Regions from separate parts of the Sus scrofa genome. Here region 2 is linked to region 1. The links are chromatin contacts, called in public Hi-C maps. All regions are on one chromosome and are shown on one strand. Each heading gives the region's core, a stretch centred on a gene start, on an enhancer-like site or on the middle of the called end of the contact. The rest is flanking DNA. Distances are from core to core; before and after follow the strand shown.

Region 1 (3,687 bases), core at 875-3,374:
AATTATCTCTTCATAGGAAAGTAGATGAGGAGAGGGCAGTGGTACAGTAAGAACTTTGCATATTTGTCTTAGGTTATACAAATTTCTTTCTAGCCTTTGAATGTGTTAGGTTTATAGAAATACAATTTATATACAGTAAAATTCACCCTTTCAGGTCTACAATGTTGTGAGTTTTGACAAGTGTATACAATCATGGATCCATCACCACAATTAGCGTACAGAATATGTCCATCACCCAGAAAGTTTTCTCATGTTCCTTGGTAATCAGTTCCCTTCCCTCACCCTGAGCTCCCAGCAACTACTTATCTGATTTCTGCCCCTATGGTTTTGCTTTTTCAGATTGTCATGTAAGTGGAATCACACAGTATGTAGCCTTTTGTGTTTGCCGTCTTTTGTGTGGCATAATGCTTTTGAGATTCATCCATGCTGTTGAATGTATTAGAAATTTCTTCCTTTTTCATTGCTGTGTTGGAGTCCATTGTGAGGATGCACCACACTTTGTTAGTGCACCAGTTGATGGACATATGGGTTGTTTCCAAGTTTTTAGGTATTTTGAATAAAGCTGCTATAAACATTTAAACACAGGTGTTTTGTTTTGTTTTGTTTTGTTTTTTGGTCTTTTTGTCTTTTTATGGCTGCACCTGCAGCATATGCAGGTTCCCAGGATAGGGGTCTAATCAAAGCTGTAGCCGCTGGCCTAGGCCACAACCACAGCAACGTGGGATCCAGGCCGAATCTGCGGCCTACACCATGGCTCATGGCAATGCCGGATCCTTAACCCACTGAGCGAGGCCAGGGATCGAACCCAGAGCCTCATGGTTCCTAGTGGAATTCGTTTCCACTGTGCCACGAGGGGAACTCCATACACACAGGTTTTTGTGTGGACACATTTTCATTCTTCTTGGGTCAGTACCTAGGAGTGATATTGCTCGGTCACGCTGGTATGTGTCTGACTGTTTTCTAGAGAAGCTTCGAGAGTGGCCAGTTTACGCCCCCATTAGCAGTACCTGAGAGTTCCAGTTGCTTTACATCTCGCCCGGACTTGGTATTATCAATCTTTTGGTTTTAGTCTCTCTATGGGGTAAGTGTTCAAGTGTTTTCAGTCGCTGCTCCAATGTCCTGTGAAGTTTTCATTTGCCGGCAGGCCTTAGTTTTGTGGAAGGCGTTGCTTTCTGCTGTCACTGGGTGTCCCGATGGCCTCCGGGGCAACCAGTAGAAATCAGGTGGATTTTTTGACTCTTGAAAAACACACTTCTGGAGCAGTTTTGCTCTTCTTGCTGATCTTCATCGCACCTAACATCAGGGCTGTCTCATGGAGCTTGTTCTGCATGTGATGCTCTCTTTAGGGGTGTTCAGGTCCCTTACCTCCTTCTCCCGGGTTGGGGGTGTGGAAGGGTTGCCTTCCGACTGTGCCAGGGAACTCGTGGACACTTACATATATCCTTGTGTACTTTGCCTCCTCCCTGCAAATGGTTCCTGAGGGCTTCTGTGACGTTTTCCTTCTGGCTGCATCCCAGCCAGGCTGGGAATGGAAAGTTAAGAGTGTGACGTCCTCTGACAGCCTCCCTTCTTGTAGAAGGGTCTGAGGCTTGTTTGTGTAAGCTGAACAGAGGATGCCAAAGATAGACTTTGAGTCAGCTCAGCACTAGCTTAGGCGCCTCTTTTCACTCTCCTGGTTCCTCCTTCCCTTCCCCCTCCCCCTCTGGCCAGTTGTTTCCTGGGCTTTGTCTGAGACACACTGTACAGTTTTCGTCCCGGTCCACTACTGCCTGCTGAACAGCAGAGGCGAGATGGAGGAGAAGCCGCCAGGAAGTTTCTGACAACACTGAGCCGTGGGCCTCTGCCTCTGTGCTGATAGTGCGGGACAGCAGTAACCTCAGGAGAAAGGCATCTAGAGGCTGCGCCGAGCTGTGGGCTTGTGGCTAACTCAGGGGAGGAGAAAGGACAGGCCTGGAAATGCCTCTCTTAGATTCATCTTATTTGCCACCAGCCATCTTTATTTTGACTCACATTCTTGGAATTGCCGGTGTTCTGTACTGGAAGCGATATGCCAGAGGCAGAGCAGGTAACGGGTGCCAGAGATTCTTGAAATCTGCTGTGGGGCTTTTGAGGGTGGGGTGGATGACGAGGGCTTCCAGTTGGTTTCCTTAAAGGGCCAGCACTCGGGCTGGGTGCTGTCAGACCTGAGCCTGTATGGGATCCCCTAAGGGCCAGTTTGGGGCCTAGACCCTTTCCTGTTCTGTGAGGCTTGTCTGACTGCAGGGTACTGGTTTGATGAGGTGATGTCTGGGCTGGACGCGAAGGGAAGTGGCAACTGTGCCAACTTATGTCCTTCCTCAGAGAATCAAGCCTTACTTTCTAAGTCTCCCAAGTGGTTTCTAGATCTTTGTGGGTTTTTTTTTTTCTTTCTTTTTACCAAAAATTACCTAACTCTGTTGTCCTCCTCTAGGCATACATGTGGGAAAACTGTGGGATTAGAGAAGTTTCTGGACTTGGTGTGTACTCTGGTGAGAAAAGGCAGAGGAGGAAAGGTCAGTGAGAGGAAAGGGTCGCACGGTGTTCTTGCCGAGGAGCATCCTGGCACAAGGAGGTGCCTCTCTTCTCTTTGATAGGCTCGAGACTGTTCCTTTCCCCTCAGCAGTTACACAACTTAATCTGTGTATCCAAGCCATCCCAATGAGTAGAAAGAAGTTAACTGTTCTCCTCAGGCATTTGGGCCCTGGTATTTAATTTAATTTTGTAAAAAAAAGGTAGCAGATCTATCTTCCCTTATGACTGTTCGTTACATTATATTCCTTTGATTTCTAAATACCCAGTGCCTGGATCAGCCCTGTGTGCAGCTGATTCTGAATCTCCATAGCTGAGGACTAGGGAAGTCCAGCTTGTGCTTCCTTGGATCTTAGCGTCTTTAGTACTGTCTTTGTGACTTGCTTACTGCTTTCAAGGCAGCCTGTTGAGATACTTGTTTCTTTGTATCTTACAGTTAAATTGGAGATTTGAGGACTTGTTACTTAACTTTCTATTAGAACTTCATGAATGCTTGACAGAATTAGAATTAGATTCAGTCACTCCCTAGTAGTCCTTTTCACTAAGTCCCGGAAAAGCTTGTGACTAAATATTCAGATCCCAACATGTGTCTGTATCAGCAAAAGCAGACAGACACTTAGAAAGATGTTTGCTCGTGTAGTGGTGTGTTTGAAAAGATAGCCCGAAGTGGCTTTCCTGAAATTTAAGTCTGTATTTTAGCTTAGAAAGAATGGAATAGGCAGGCAATATTTAGCACTATATACTGTTATTGTAATGAGAAAGTAAATATTTTTTGGGCGGAAGCTGTTGCTTTCATTTTCCTGTGCATTTTGATAATGGCAATTCTAAACTGCTAGTTGATTACTATTGTAAAAAGTTCATCTTCAGTTAGGATTTGCTATTAAATTTAGAAATCATAGCCCTATCTTTGAAGTGCTTTCTTTTTTAGCTTTCAGAAATATTAATTTCATAAATGGCTATATAAATACATTGGAATAGGAAGAAAATACATTGTGTTTTTTATTTTTATGAAACATCTTTGATTCTAGGACATAGTAGTTATATAGGGAATGTGCTCTGTTTAGTTTATCTGTAAAATCAGGGCAGTGGTTTTTTTCAGTTGAAGAGTATGGACTCTAAGACTTTTATAGAAGTACTTAA
Region 2 (3,687 bases), core at 770-3,269, 180 kb after region 1:
GCCACTGCTTTAAGTTTTAGAACTAGAGTATTCAAGTTAGAAAAGTTGTCAAGACACAGCCTAGTCTGCACACCCCCCTTTCAGCTTTCAGATGGGTGGAGAGTCTTTCAGATTTGAGTGAGCAGAAATTGATCAGCAGCCTCTGTCCAAGTGAGAAATTAAGTTTAAACGATTTTGCCAGTGAAAGGTCTTTTAGTTGCTTAATTCTGATCACAGGCTTCAGCTGACACTTCATTTTGCCAAGGACTTCTCTGGCTCAAGTAAGCCTAAGGCTCAGCTCAGGGTTTCACTGCCAGATCTCCATATACCAGCTATTGGCTTCACTTACTATTTGTGTAAAGGATAGAAATAACTTTTCCATAAGTTTTACCATCTAAATTGACCACATGGTTCAACAGAGATTCAGAAATTTTTTATTTCATAAAATCAGAAAATGACTATCACAAAGGGAGCAGAGTATTATACCCCTTCGGAAACACAGCTGTCTCCAGTGGACAGTTTCCTGGGTTGCCCTTTGTACTTTCTTTGTTTAACAGTCACCAGGTGACTAGATGGCTTTTCTAAAAGCCAAAAAGCTGTGGACGCTTTGTAGACGGATTGTGGGCCACTTTTCTCTAGTATTTTCCATCTTGAGACTTGAAATAAAGACCCAGGCTTTTCAGCTGGCCTCAAAGAGCTCAGGTTTCCTTGGATGTGCCCAGCAATAAAGGAACCCAGGTGTTTGGGCATAGGGCACTACTGCATCTCCACCGTCGGCCGCCGTGCCCAATTTCGGTCCTCAGTCATCCAGACCATTCAGGTCTGTGGGCAAAGAAATCCTGGTGCGGAAATGGACCAAGACCTGACTATTGAGGAGCGGCAGAGAGAAGGTGTCTGCAGTTTATCCCACAACTTGGTCCGAAATCAGCCGCGGGGTTTCAGGCTGGCGTATTTTGGGGCTCGGCCGGGCGCTCTAAAGGTGACATTGGAGGACCAGGGACACCCTTCGGTGGCAGAGCTGGAGCCAGGAGGGATGCGGGCGGCATCGCTACCCTGCCGACAGATGGGACCCGGAGTTGTCCTTGCCACAGCCGGCAGGTTGCGCCGCGGCGGGGGCGCCTCTTGTGGGTTCGCTTCTTCTGGGTTCGCTCGCCCTTGGGCTGGGAGCCCCGCGGGGGCTGCGGGGGCTGGACTAACGGCAGGAGGGCGGGGCTTTCCTTTGTCAGGGGATTTGCGCGGCGCGGGCCGAGACTCGCGCGGGTGCCGCTCCCCGCCCATTGCCTTCGGGGGGCGGGGCTCTCCCTCCGGCCCGGGGGGGCGCGGCTCTCTCTCCCGCCCGGGGGGTGGGGGGGCGGGGGCGCGGTGGGCGTGGGCCTCCGAGCCCAGCGGCCGACCCTGGGCTCTCTCTCCCGGAGCCGCGCAGAAGCCCCTCCTTCGGTGCCTCGGCCTCCAATCCCTCCGCCGCCCCCTCCCTCCCGCTCCTCGCCCCGGCTCCGCCCCCGCCCTCCTCCCCCTGCTCTCCGCGAAGCGCTCCCAGGCGTCCCGGGGGGCTGCCCAGGCGGGGCGGCGCGGCGCGGCTCGCCTCGGCTCTGCTCGGCTTGGTTCGGCGGCGCGGGGAAGGGGGAGGAGAGCTGCCAGGCAGCCCAGCACTTCCAGCGAGCGGCGGGCGAGCGGGCCGCGCGGCGCGAGGGAGGAGGGCTCGCCCCCGCCCGGCCCGAGCGGAGCCTTTTGTTCCCAGGCAGAAGTTTGCATGCCGGGACCGTGACAGCTGCGGGCGGGGAGGACGGCGGGGCTGGCGGCGGCGGAGAATAGGGGCTGCTGCTTGACATGCAGTCCACGACGCGGCGGCTGCGGGCCGGGGACTGGCGGCGGCGGGGGGGCGGCGCCCACAGCATGCGGGACTCAGCTGCCGGAGGGACAAACTAACTTCCTGAGCGCGGGACTGGAGGCCGGCGCGGCCGGGAGCCACCTGCCAACCTACGGTGAGGCGACCCTGGCCCTCGGGGAGTGCGGCATGGCGCGGGGAAGCGAGCGGCGCTGAGCGAGTCTTTCCGATTGACCCTCGGCCGCCGCTGCAGCCTGCTGGCCTCTGAAAGGCCCGGCTCCGGGCTCCACTCGCCTTGTTTTGCGGCCACGACTCAGGGCTGCTCTGGGAGCCACAACAATGCCATGATGTTTTGGAGACAGGAAGCCCCAAGCTGGCCGCGAATGAAGGACTTCCTGTGTTTAAAGTTGCAGGAATATCCGCCGACCAGCCCAGTTCAAATGCAAACACCCGAACTAGGGAGGACGAATGGCTAATTCAGACCAGCTGGACTCTCCAGGGCTGGAACTGAGGATAAAATGAAAGGAATTCTTAGGAGCTTGGGCCACATTTGAAGACGAGAGGGGTTGTGCCATTGTTATTAAAGGACACAATCGATATAAATCCCCTGCTTCCTACTCTGCTCAGGTGAGAAGTGAATGGAACTAGATGTTGAATAGGACTTGTCAATATCAGATTTTTTAAAAACTGACAATTAGAGCAGGGCTCTTTAAAAGAAAAAAAAGCAGAAGCCATACAAAGAAATTTTTGTTTGTTGATTACATTATACCATTTATCTGTCTGCAACTATGAGGCTGCTAACCTGTGAGGAAAAGCTGTTCCTTTTAGAGCTTCTCCGAGAATGATTTCAAAGTGGGACTTACAGGCCTTTCTGGAGGGAAAATTCAATTGCTGGTTTGAGGTTATGAACATGTAAAAGGATTTTTAACTTATGCAGAATGCACTTTGGGGGAAACCGTAAGAAACTTCTAAAAGGTTGATGGTTCATCTTGATTGAAAAAGTATGGGTAAGCCACTCAGCAGGCCAGACTGTTTAAGGCGGAACCCCACCTGCCTGGGGAAAGGAGAGGAAGAAGACGGCTATATAGAGGATTGCTATGTCCCACAGCGATCTATATATGATACAATGAGAATAAATGAACAAATTGACCAGGGTTCAAAGCTTAATCAGACTTCAAAAAGCACTATGGAAAAGATGGAAGGAAGTACTATATCCAGCAATGGTACACTAGGAGCAGCATCCAATGTTTTTGAATCCAGAGCACCGGAAGGCAAAAAGTTGGATGAGAGAATAATATTTGATGCCCTAAAGCTGAGCAGTGATGTGCAAAAGTCAGCACCTGTGCCACCCAGAAGGCGGCCAAATGCAGAACGCAAAGACAATGTTAACAGGAGATCGTGGAAGTCCTTCATGCCACCCAATTTCCCAGAATTTGCAGAAAGGATGGAAGCCTCTCTCAGTGAGGTTTCCGAAGCTGGTGCTTCAAATCCTTCCTTGCAAGAGAAGAAGGAATCCATTTCTGCATTAGCAGAAAGTTCTGGTCGTTTGGATCACAGGGAACCTCAGTCAGAGTCAGTAACTCTGGAGCATGTGTCCAAATCCGTAGGTATTCCAGAAGTGCAGGATGTGAAGAACTTAGGTGGAGACTGCCAAGACTTCAGATTTCAGCAGCACAGTGAGAGCTCTCCTCATGAATTCCAGCCTCTAGCGTCAGAAGCTGCAGCATCAAGTGGTAACACAGATGTAATGCAGGAGCACAGATTCTCAAGTGCAACCTGGCCCAGAGCCCTGAAAAGTTTGGCTAAGGGAGGCTTCAGCGAGAAGCAGCACCCCCTTGGGGCCACAGCTTGCACTGTAGAATTGCCACCTCTCTCCCCTTGCT

The links. Hi-C and Micro-C count contacts between places; a contact is called where the count stands out from the background.
Region 2: a contact with region 1 is called in a Hi-C map of fibroblasts, with 1.5 times the contacts expected there. The contact joins the promoter of KIAA0754 here to the enhancer-like site in region 1. A contact is called at or near these places in 6 of 47 Hi-C or Micro-C datasets (embryonic fibroblasts, fetal heart ventricle, fibroblasts and 2 more).

The regions. Positions count from the first base shown.
Region 1 is chr6:95,068,842-95,072,528 of Sscrofa11.1, forward strand. All of the region lies in intron 2 of MACF1 (microtubule-actin cross-linking factor 1), which reads left to right. Among named protein-coding and RNA genes, the nearest start is that of MACF1, 110 kb to the left of the region's middle. Within about 2 kb of position 2,125, at least 64 of the 83 cell types and tissues checked have an H3K27ac peak or open chromatin away from gene starts, as enhancers often do. A contact at or near this core is called in embryonic fibroblasts and skeletal muscle, where this site is marked.
Region 2 is chr6:95,246,131-95,249,817 of Sscrofa11.1, forward strand. KIAA0754 reads left to right here and starts at 2,020. Exons shown (of 1, transcript XM_021095984.1): 1 at 2,020-3,687. The coding sequence starts at 2,808. All of the region lies in intron 54 of MACF1 (microtubule-actin cross-linking factor 1), which reads left to right.